3 separate regions of the Mus musculus genome follow, and all the other regions are linked to region 1. The links are chromatin contacts, called in public Hi-C maps. All regions are on one chromosome and are shown on one strand. Each heading gives the region's core, a stretch centred on a gene start, on an enhancer-like site or on the middle of the called end of the contact. The rest is flanking DNA. Distances are from core to core; before and after follow the strand shown. Region 1 holds the start of 1700072F12Rik (a long non-coding RNA gene). Region 2 overlaps Spock1 (sparc/osteonectin, cwcv and kazal-like domains proteoglycan 1). Region 3 overlaps Trpc7 (transient receptor potential cation channel, subfamily C, member 7).

Region 1 (3,805 bases), core at 990-3,489:
AGGTAGCTTAGTCACCTCCTTGCCATCGAACATTATTTGCTTTTTTAAAATATTTTATCTAAGGTTGCAAAGATTTTTCTCCTTGTTTCCACAGGTCTCTAGTAAATTTGGCACATATGGCCTTTTCTTTCTTTCTTCCTTTCTTTCTTTCTTTCTTTCTTTCTTTCTTTCTTTCTTTCTTCCTTCCTTCCTTCCTTCCTTCCTTCCTTCCTTCCTTCCTTTCTTTCTTTCTTTCTTTCTTTCTGTTGTTGTTTGTTTTTTGTTTTTTGTTTTTGTTTTTTATTTTCGAGACAGGGTTTCTCTGGACAGCCTTGGCTGTCCTGGAACTCACTTTGTAGATCAGGCTGGCCTCGAACTCAGAAATCTGCCTGCCTCTGCCTCCCGAGTGCTGGGATTAAAGGCGTGGACCACCACACCCGGCTGACCTTTTCTTTTAACATCCTACATGTTTTGACCTAATTGGAACCCTCTAGAAACTTTGTCTTTAAGTAGCACCATTATAGATGCAACAACTTAATTTAGGTGTTTTCTCTATGTTGGGATGGTCAACTGGGATCACTTACAGCTTCCATTCTTGCTACTGAGTGCCTTTGCATTGTAGGTATGGTGTATGCATGTGTGTATACATGTGCACACTCTCGGGCATGCACAAGGAAGCCAGCAGAGGACATTGGCATCCCTTCAGTCACTTTTCACTTTGTTCTTTTGAGACAGGATTTCTCGCCAAAGAACCTATAGTCTGAGGTTTGACTCTGTGTGCTGGCCAGCAAACTCCCGTCATCCTCCTAAGTGTTTTCCCAGTGCTGGGGTACCAGGCACATGAAGCCATGCCTCGTTTTTATTTAGGAAAGATTTGAACTCAGGTCCTTGTGTTTGTTCTGCAAGCCCTCTTAGTCACTGAGTCATCCACTTAGCCTGAGAATCTTTTATATACACACCACTTACACACTTTGGTTCTCTACCTCTTAGGATAGATTCTGAAAGGATGAATGTTAGGTCAAAGGTCTGTAACCTTGTTTACAATTCTTGATATTTTCTAGCAATCCTCTCTGTACAATGTATGCCACATACACTCCCATAAGAGAATTTTAGCATTTACATGAGGAAACTCGAGCCTCTGCCAACAGCACATGTTCCAGCTGTGTTGTTACATCCAGTGCTTATAAAGGCCTCCTGGGTGAGCACAGGCATGTGATGTTTTTGGGGTCGTGTGCGTGCACATGCGCGCGCATGTGTGTGTGTGTGAGTGTATGTGCCTGTGTGTTCGTGTGTGTATGTTGTGTTGACACAACCTAATTTTAGATACCAAGTTTAGCCTTTGCATTTCTTTTGCTTAATACTTCACCTGTCTCCTTTACGTTGTCCAACCAAAAGTAGCTTCCTTCTTGATCCCCCATTTCAACAGCAACCATTGCTCCCAAGCGATTCATTTATTTCAATCTCCATATAGAGAAAACTAACATTAACAACCATTTCATTTAGTCAAAAACTAACAACAAAAAAAGCTCTCAATGAAGCTATATCTCCAAGTTGCCAGCAGGGGGCACTGTGGGCCTTACTCTACTTCAGAAACAATCAGGCACAGTCAGGTTTTGAGATGGTTCCTCTTAGGGGCAGGGGCTGTCCGCTGAAGGAATATTAAACTAGTAGCCCATGTACAGAGCGCTTTTCCAATGAGACTCATTGGGTTTCTTTCTGCATGATTTATCCACACAAGTGAACAATTGTGTTTTAAAATGAATGTGGGGCCATGATTTAAAAAGACATTGAATTGTTTTAGGTGGGTATGTTAACGTCACACTCACTCCCATGGATATAAGGCCAAATTCACATTTTCCTTTCAGAGTTTAATAGAGCCAGGAGTCGATAAAGGTCACGAAGAAGCTCTGCACGTTTGTACACTTTGTTCTGTGGGAACTGTTGATGTATGGTCACATTAGCTCAGGCAGAAGGCTTGCTTATGCTCTCTAAAGTTGCCCCTCCCTGCCTGGTCCACGGCCATAGCTTCCTTAATGATGTTCTCTGCACCACTTCAATTCCCATGCTCACCTCAGCCTCTACTGCTACTGCATCCGGGATGAATGAATGGGACTAAACCCATCTCATCCCTTTCCCGAGACGCACTCGTGGCTCCGTGTGGGAGAACAAAGGCCTTCCTTGTGTTTTGGTCCAATGCTGACCTCACAGTCGAGCCTCTCCTGGTGCTACCTGACAGGCGCCACGCCCTGCTTCCTGACACCCGCGCTGCTGCTATGGCCCAGGAGCGCTCATCTTCTGCTGCCGTGTGAGTGGCCCCTCCAAAATCTGTGCGCTGGACAAGTCTCAGGCATGAACTTTAAGAGCTGGGGCCTGGTGGGAGGTATTCAGTTCACACAGGCCGGCCCTGCCCTTGTGCGTAGATTGATACTGTTATACAAAGGGACTGGGAGAGAAAAATCCCTCCGTCCCCAGTCTTCTGTGTGATACAGTGTTACATCCCCCCCTCCCCCCGCCCGGGGGTTTGCAGCAGAAGATGCTGTGTGGAACCAGGGAGTGAGTCTACTGACACCAAGAACTTCCCAGCTTCTCAAGCTGCCACGGCAGCGCAGACTGGACAAGGTGCCCTCCCTGCAAGGTGGACTCTGAGCTCTCTGCGCTCTGCTGCTCTATTCTGCTCTCCAGGCCCCACGGAGCTCTCTGCTATACCCGTTCTTCACCGTTTCTCCGAGCTAACTTTCCCACCCTCGGAGCTAGCATGGTCTTAGTCATTCTTCAAAAGCCAATTAACAGGTCGCTTCTCACTCACACCCTCCCTAAATCTCCATGTGTGATCTACCAGAATTCTTCAAAGAAGCAGAGCCCGGAAGGAACCACAGACGCCAGCCAGTCTAAAGCTAAAGGCTTGAAAATCCGGAGACGGGTAGTGTGGAAAACAGAAGAACACAAGGCCCAGGCTATAGTTAGACAACATGGCACTGATATGGATAGGTGGGACAAATCAGCTAAATTGTGACTAGCAGTGGACAATTTGGGGCCAAGAGTCAGCACAAGTTAGCTGATACCTAATGTCTGGGGAAGCCCAAAGTACAGAGTGATTTCAAATGCTATCTAATTTTTTTTCAGACACATTCGTGTCATTCTGTATAAACATGGCCTTGAGGGCAGAGTGGGTGTGTGGCTCTAGGTCAGTGTGCCCACCTCTGTGCATCCTGTGTGCCCATCTCTCTCTCTCTCTCTCTCTCTCTCTCTCTCTCTCTTTGTCTCTCTCTCTCTCTGTGTGTGTGTGTGTGTGTGTGTGTGTGTGTGTGTGTGCTTGATTGTGTATAAGATTATGCTTGAGTGCCTGCCTAGCAGTCTTTGACAGAAGTAAATAACACACATCTGCCCACAGCTCCTCAGAATCTCTTCACCCTCTTAGCTTCCTGGGACTGTCCTCCCTGCCACCCTCCTCCCTATGATGATCCTCCCTGCCACCTTCCTCCCTGTGATGGTACTCCCTGCCACCCTCCTCCCTGTGACAGTCCTTCCTGCCTCTCTTTTCCCTATGATAATTCTCCCTGTCACCCTCCTCCCTATGATGGTCCTCCCTGCCACCCTCCTCCCTGTGATCATCCTCCACCCTCCTCTTTTTCTGGCATGGGAGTGTGGACTCACAGAGTACACTGGTGTGAGACTTTGTGTCCAGAGTCTTAGAAATCTTGTTTCTTTTTAAAAATCAATTAACATGTTGAATTGTACACATTAATGAGATTTGGTGTGATATTTACATGTGTGTAACTAGTATGCAGTGATCAAATTCAACCTTCCATTTCATACCTTTCTTCCC
Region 2 (3,626 bases), core at 938-3,437, 360 kb after region 1:
CCTAGCTCTCTTCTCAACCTTACATTTTCTACAAGGCACTGGACCTGACACACCCACATTTTACTTTTCAGTTTTAACCTTGACTACCGCTCCCCTCTCATCAGATCCCAAACTCTCCCAGGGCAGGCATTCTGCCTCTTTGCTGCCACAGCTACAGCTCTATCATGGCACTTGGGGTTGTTGCAAATGTCGGGCTACTAAGTGCCTACCTCTGTGTCTAATTTAATAACCTTGTGGCTGTCAGGTAAATCCTTTCAAAATGTAGTAACTTAACCAATTATTGCTGTCAGACAGAACAACATCAGACAGCACATGAAACCCACAGCAGAAGTTGCTGTTTTTCTTCAATAGCCCCCCCATGTCTCTAGCAATGACTTTAATAAATGCACTGATGTATGGATTCCTATTTGTTCTATGGCCAATAAAAGCCCATGTGATCACTGCCATAGTGAAGCAGGCCATTCAGGACAGCCCAAACCCAAGTGCACAACATGGTGGTTCACAGTTGGCTCAGAATAAATACTTGTTCCTTTTGTAGCAAGACCTGGACCTTGCACCTAATTCTAGTCACTAAGTATAGAGCAGGTGGATGGATGGATAAGCCGTGTCTCTGGAAATGAGGAAGTGGAGGCTTAGCGTGGTTAGAAGCCTCCCCAAACTTTGACTATGTACCTAGAAATGGTCTCTGTACACAGCTCTGTGAACTGACGCACCGGGATGGGGATATCTGGATGCGCTTTGCAAGCTGACCTCTGTTTCACAATGCAAAATGGCCCACTGGTGTTTTTAGGGTGTAGTTTTGCGGGGAGAGAGAAAACAAGATAAATATCAAAGCAGCTGTCCAATGGAGTTGGCTCAGGAAGGGAGAAAGCCACCAGCAAAACAATGGCCAACACTGAGTGGCAGGAGCTAGGGTCTGATTGACAGAAAAGGGAAAGAATTATTTCATCAGAACAAAAGCAGCACCAGGGCCGTGCCAGCGAGGAAGCATGGTGCATGCCTGGGGGCCCCCTGGATGGAGTGGAGATTACAAAACAAAACAGTCCTAATGAGATTACAGCTGATAATGAAAGTGTTACAGAACTCTGAGATGATGTTAGGGTTTTAATAAGCATTCCCCAAAGAGTACTCAGTCAATTTCACAAATGCCCATTCTCATCATTAAATCCTAAAGGGGAGGAAGGACCAGTCTACCTAGATGTTTCGAAATTAATAACGTGCTTCATTCCTGTTAGGCCTCGGGACCAACGCTATTGTAACATTCCGAGCTGTTGGGGTGGGGTGGGGGGAGGATTTTAATATTCTTCCTGGTAATATAAACATAACCTTATTAACTAAGTCCCAGAGATGCCACATTTGGGATATAATCCAGTCCCCGGTGCCAAATCCTATGTTAACTCTTGGAAATGTTTCACAGGCACAGCTCATGTGGCAAGCAAGGAGATGGAAATCTCTAGAAAAATGGAAAGGGAAGCCAAATGATTATCTGCACCTACAGAGAGGTATCTTAGTCCTGGTTTGGGTAAGCTGTACCAGACAGGGCCTGTTGTCTCTTCCTGGCCGTGTGAACAACATCACTCTCTGATAGAACGGAAGGACCTCCCTGAAAACCCAGCCAGCTCCTTTCCACAGAGACAGCCATGACAAGAAAGAAGCCTGGGACTAAAATTCACATTGAAAGTCTATCACAGCAGGATGCACATTCATCAGTGTCATGGAGGAGATGGTGTGGACAGATACTCCAGCCCTTAACTCACCGCTACACAGGGACAAGCTGGGGTGCTGAAGAACAATCCACTACTGACCTCCTGGGCAGAGCATGGGCTGTAAGCCCAAGGATGCTATCATTCTTGAGCCATACTGATCCTGGTCTTATGACTCAGCCTCTCTTGACAACCAAGACTCTGGGCACGGCACAAACCCTCCTGATTTCTAACACCAGCTGGTGAGAGAAGGTGAAATCCGGAGAGAAATAAGAGAGCAGGAGGGGAAGGCATATGTGGCTGCTCAAGGCTCTCGTCACCTGAGCCAGAACACTTGTCACTCCCGAGTCTATAGGTGACACAAATTTGATTTTTAAAAATGCTCTAATTGTGGAAAATAAAGAGAATCCCAAAAGGCTCTGTGCAATGTGATGAGCGAGAGAAGCCAGATTAACGCCGGCACGAGCTGACGTTCAACCCTGTCTGAGAGGGGACGTTCTGTATTCTAGGCAGGCGTACGCAGCAATACAGACACACCGATGCACAGCCTCTATCAATTTCTTGGTGCTTGATGCATAAATCCTGCCAGGAGAACTGGTGAGCAAGGGGGGACGGGACAATGCTCAGAGGCTTCAATGGAGTTCAAAAGTCATTTCCATCAGGCAGTGAGGGAGTGATTAAGATGTTTGCTAGCTGAAGAGGGCTCCTTCCCGGACGGAACTCAGACTCTAAGAGGGAGCAGGGCGGGTGGCAAGCATTCTTCCCCGGAATTAAAAATCAGGTCACAGTAAATTCAAAAATAACTTTGTAAAGACCAAGGATGGGAATAGAAGTGGTTCTATAAATAATCGGCTGTATCCATATTCATTGTGAGCCTCTAGACGCGCGCGCCGGACAGGCGGCTTCCTCAAAGCTGAGGCAGATCCGATGTGGGGCTTTAAGAACGCCATGCATATTCACAGCCTTGATGTGCTCTAATCACAAATCAAAGTGCTTCAACTCATTAAATGTTGATTGCTGTTGCACAAAGGTGAAAGTCAACCCTCTAGCCAAGGTTCGAGTTATTCTAAGAAATGATGAGAGTTGAGCTCCTTCCAGCCACTCTCTGCCTAATGAGTGCACCACTCTCCGAGCAACTTCATTTAGGCTAACGATCACCTTGGTTGAACAAATAACTAACTGAAGACGGCTTTTAAAGTCTCGGATGGGACAACAGACACCACGGGCATGGTAGACCAACCTTCGTCACGTCTAAGGTACAGCCTTTGGCGGTCATGGAGCCACCCCACACTCCTGGAAGAGATAGGTCCGCTTCTCCAAGGAGGGTGGTATGCACGGATGGCAGGGGAGAGAGCTGTAGTCTCACCACCTGGATTGGAGGAGAACATTTCCCAAAGATGAGGAGGCCAGGCCAAAGGCATGACACTTACTCTGAGGAACTGACATGGGACATTATCCTGGCCCAACATCCTGCTGCCATCAGCCAGGGAAGTCTTGGGAAGCCACAGCTAATTACTGATGTTTACCATGTTGGCTTTCTTATCATTATCACAATTTACACTCCTTTCTCCCCTTAGGAGAGCATTACCATGTTTACCTGCATGCTTCAGTTAAATGAGAAACCCCCTCCCCCTCTAATCCCTGAGAATTTAGCACAGGATACTGTGTAAATGAGTTGACAGCATCCCAGCCTGCCCCAGCCTGTCCCAGACTGCAGATGTTATTCACTCTACCTGGCCAACAACATTATGATTTGTAATGTCTTTCCGACTCCATTCATGCCAACCAGAAGCTGCTCATGTCAAAAAGCGACTGCGCAGCAGCCACTCTTCCATCAATTCATCAGGCTGGCTGCAGGGATGCTCTCCAAAAATCTCTCTGAAATGATGCAGACTGGGGATGTCTGCCACTTGCAGAGGGAAG
Region 3 (3,653 bases), core at 104-2,603, 480 kb before region 1:
ATCCGGGAGAAGCTGAGGACAACCGCAATGGCGTACAGCCCTTCCGAGATGATCTGGGGGTCTGAAGGCCACCACTTATCCCTGGCTGAAAGGAAAGAATCTGTGTTACTTGTGTGTGTGTGTGTGTGTGTGTGTGTGTGTGTGTTACTTGTGTGTGTGTGTGTGTGGGGGGGAACCTGCTCTGGTAGGCATCTTTAAAGACTTGATTTTATTATTTTATGTCTGCATGGGTGCAGTGACCCAAGAAGGGTAGAGGGGCTTCAGAGCCCTTCAAGCAGGAGTTACAAGTGGTTGTGAGCCATCTGAAGGGGTGCTGGAACTTGGTCCTTTTGCAGAGCAGCAAGCGTTCTGTACTGCTGAGCAATCTCTCTGCCCGTTAGGCACAGGTAGCATTCTCGGTTGTCCTCTCTGCCTTTGGGTAATCCTAGCACACGAGATGCCATTCTTTTGGAATGAACTGTCTCTCCTGCTCAGAACTTAACTTCAGATCTGACTCATTCCCAGCCATCCTTCATGATTCAGTTTAGGAGTGATCTCTTTCCAGAAGCTGCCCTTAACTCCAGCAGTCTGGGTGGGGTTCCTGGTCTCCCGTGAGCTCCTGTGGTGTCCCGTGTATATCCATTCTGACAAAGGCTGCAGGGCTAACCATCACATTCCCCTCCTCCATGCACAGGAGCTGAGCCCCACACTGGGGAAGCATGAGGAGGCAGTAGAGACCAGCATGGGCTGGACTCAGTCAACTGGGTTTTCTGAGCCACACTGTCCCTGTGTGTGATCACGGCAGACAATCTCACTAGCCTTGAATGACTTTGACTGTTAAGCCACACATGCCAAGAGCTTGGGGCAGGGTCTGTGCAGAGCAGGCACGGATAAATGCCTGTGAAGTGGCTGAACAGACTTCGAACCACATGTTCAGATAGCCACAAGCCAGAACAAATCAGTTTCCGGGGACCAGGAATCTGAAGGGTCTGCCTGTGAACATAATCTTGCTCTGTCCCTCCCTTCACCCCAAAAGTATATGCTGGCAGCCTTTCTCACTGACTGAGTGAGGGTCTCAAAGGGGGTGACCAGCCACACAGCCTTGCCACAGCACTATTGGAGGGACAATGTTGGTGTTTACTGGTGAGTCCTGTGGCCCGAGCTGCCTTACAAGAATCGCTATAGCTGAGTGAGCCTCTACTGGGCCTTACCACAGGCCTACTGTCTAAGGAACAGCACTCAGCCTGGCTCCTAGGTGTCAGGACAAACAGTACGTCTCAGGCGAGGGCCGTTACCTCCCTCCTGGACAGTGCTGGTGCCTGCTTCTCAGTGTCTGGGCAAGAGTACTCCCCAGATGCTGAACATCCTCTATCGCCCCAGACTGCACCACGCGGTACAAACTGCCCTGCTGACAAAGCCAGCAGCATCCCCGTTGAGAACTGCTGAACGAAGCTTAAATGAAAAACATTGAGAAACTTAAATTAGCCCGCACACTAAATTAGCTGTGATTTTCACAACAGCCCCGTAGAGCAGGCATTACTGTTGCCATTTTAAAGATTGGATTTGGGGGTATGGGGCCCTTTTCTGAGCCAGTAAGTGCAAATAGAGAGCCTATTACAAGGCGATTCTTGGCACCCCACGGGAGATGGAGGGGGGAAGGAACTTTATTCTTTATTTTCAAAGCTAGGCTCTCTGTTAAATTAATTATAATAGAGAGAAACCTTTAGTAAGGGAAGCTGTGCCGACAGTTTAATGTAGCGCATTCCAAATTACATTTGGAATGCAATAACACAGATTTTAAGTTCTTACCAAAGTCAGAATTCAGAAACCCATGAAAGACAAAGTATGTATTTTCTAAAATACCTGCTGCTCTCTATGGATAAATAACACATACATTTCACATGAAATCATGAAATGTTTCTATTAAACAGGCACTAAAATGAGTTCCTGTCTTAATGTCACCTACAATTCTCCACCTTCCATCTCAGCTGTAACAGAAAAAGCTGCTCCGAGGTAGCTGTAGTTTCTGGAACTATGTTCCTGGAGGCCGAGGTTGGACTTCCGGTGCAGATGACTCTGCCTGAACCAGCTTGTCACAGCTGGGTGGGCATAAAACAAACGGCACTGCGTGATTCACACAAAGGGATGTTCATCTTGGAGCTGTTTCCATCAGAAAAGAAGTCTTTTCACACAACCTGAACCCACCTCTCTTCCAGCCTACGTTTTTGATACTGAACTGGTTGCACGGCTCGCCGGCAAGGCTCGCCACAAGAGGGCGCTCGGCCCCCATAGCTGGAGCTCATGCGCGCAGCAAGAGCTCCGGAACATTTCCAAGCGCCCAAGGTGAACCGGAAAAGGCAAGGACAGTATTGTGCTGTGGGCTGAGCTGGGACCGAATACAACTCACAGGGGAATAGAAGTCAACATAGAACAATGCTGCAGCCTGCATCGTGACATTAAGGAGAGTGCGCCCATCTTTCCACGAGACGCCAAAGCAGCATAGACCGGAAAACATACATGATTCAAGAAAACCCTGCATTTGTTAGCCAGCAAATGTTGGGAGCAAGGGGCAGGAAGCAGTGGTTGTGACAGGAGCTTGCTCATCTTTTACCACATTTGCGTTACGTGGACAGTTCGCTAAAGGTCATGGCCGTACCCCGCCATTCTGTGGTTAGAAGGGCCATTTGTTTTTATCTACCAGGAGGGACATTTGACATTCAACCCCTTTAAAATATGTGACAGTAATTAATACTTACTAAGCAGCAATCACCTCCGCCCCCTACCCCTAATCCCCCACTACCTCCACCCCTTCCACTTCGACCTCCATCCCCCTACCCCCAACTCCTCCACTACCTCTACCACCCCCCTCCACCCCATCCTTACCCCACCTCCTCCACCACCACCTCCACTACCACCTCCACCCCACCCCTAATTCCCAAACCTCCTCCCTCCTCCCCTCCCCTGCTCCCCCCCCCAAAATCTCCAAGCCTTCCCTCCTCACCCTGTTATCATTCTCTTTTACAACACGGGAGTACAGTGAATGAGGTTTTTAAAAAAAGAGGTAGTATTGATAATAACTGTTACCACCTAGTGAACTTTTACTATGATCATGGATAATGCACACATCTTCAATCTGCATCATTTTTATTTAACCCAAAACAAACCTTTTGACTTAAGAGTTTTTTTTTAAAAAACAAAACAAAAAAATGACTTAAGAGATTTTAATCCTCATCTTACACATGAGAAGTGGACACACAAAAGTTAACTAAACAAAAATAGAAAGTAAAGTATGGAGCTAGACTTGACTCCAGATCTCTCTAATTTTAAAGGTTTGGAACAAAATTAGCTAACTGGGGGCTGCAGAGATGGCTTGGTGGTTAAGAGCGCTGCTCTTCCAGAGGCCCCAGGTTCAATTCCCAGCCTTCACATGATGGCTCTGAACCTCTGCTAGGACCAGGTATGCATGTGGGTGCACAGACGTACATGTATGTAAACAGCCATACACAAAAATAAAAGAAAAATATAGGCTATGATTTTTCAATTAATTGAGGGCCAGGATTTTCTCTTATATAAAATAATATTGTGCTTCTGGTAACATCATAAGAGCCCTACTGGGGTAGGCTAGAGAGACAGACAAAGGAAGACAGAAAAAAGACAAAGGAAGGTAAAAGACC

The links. A called contact is a pair of places that touch in the nucleus more often than the background predicts.
Region 2: a Hi-C map of brain shows a contact between it and region 1, with 4 times the contacts expected there. The contact joins the enhancer-like site here to the promoter of 1700072F12Rik in region 1. A contact is called at or near these places in 4 of 484 Hi-C or Micro-C datasets (brain, cortical neurons, myocytes and 1 more) and 1 of 9 other capture datasets (embryonic stem cells).
Region 3: a contact with region 1 is called in a Hi-C map of Sertoli cells, with 5 times the contacts expected there. The contact joins the enhancer-like site here to the promoter of 1700072F12Rik in region 1. A contact is called at or near these places in 1 of 15 datasets of contacts at CTCF or cohesin (embryonic stem cells), 18 of 484 Hi-C or Micro-C datasets (B cells, DN2 thymocytes, LSK cells and 10 more), 12 of 115 datasets of contacts at active chromatin or transcription factors (bone marrow-derived dendritic cells, cardiomyocytes, craniofacial prominence and 8 more) and 2 of 9 other capture datasets (adipose tissue and liver).

What each region holds. Positions count from the first base shown.
Region 1 is chr13:57,280,124-57,283,928 of GRCm38.p6, forward strand. 1700072F12Rik (a long non-coding RNA gene) reads left to right here and starts at 2,240. Exons shown (of 2, transcript XR_873502.1): 1 at 2,240-2,284; 2 at 2,507-3,143.
Region 2 is chr13:57,635,379-57,639,004 of GRCm38.p6, forward strand. All of the region lies in intron 4 of Spock1 (sparc/osteonectin, cwcv and kazal-like domains proteoglycan 1), which reads right to left. Among named protein-coding and RNA genes, the nearest start is that of Gm33240, 190 kb to the left of the region's middle. Within about 2 kb of position 2,188, at least 25 of the 459 cell types and tissues checked have an H3K27ac peak or open chromatin away from gene starts, as enhancers often do. A contact at or near this core is called in brain and cortical neurons, where this site is marked.
Region 3 is chr13:56,804,693-56,808,345 of GRCm38.p6, forward strand. Trpc7 (transient receptor potential cation channel, subfamily C, member 7) reads right to left here. Exons shown (of 12, transcript NM_012035.3): 7 at 1-85. Among named protein-coding and RNA genes, the nearest start is that of Gm52066, 41 kb to the left of the region's middle. Within about 2 kb of position 1,354, at least 37 of the 459 cell types and tissues checked have an H3K27ac peak or open chromatin away from gene starts, as enhancers often do. A contact at or near this core is called in Sertoli cells and forebrain, where this site is marked.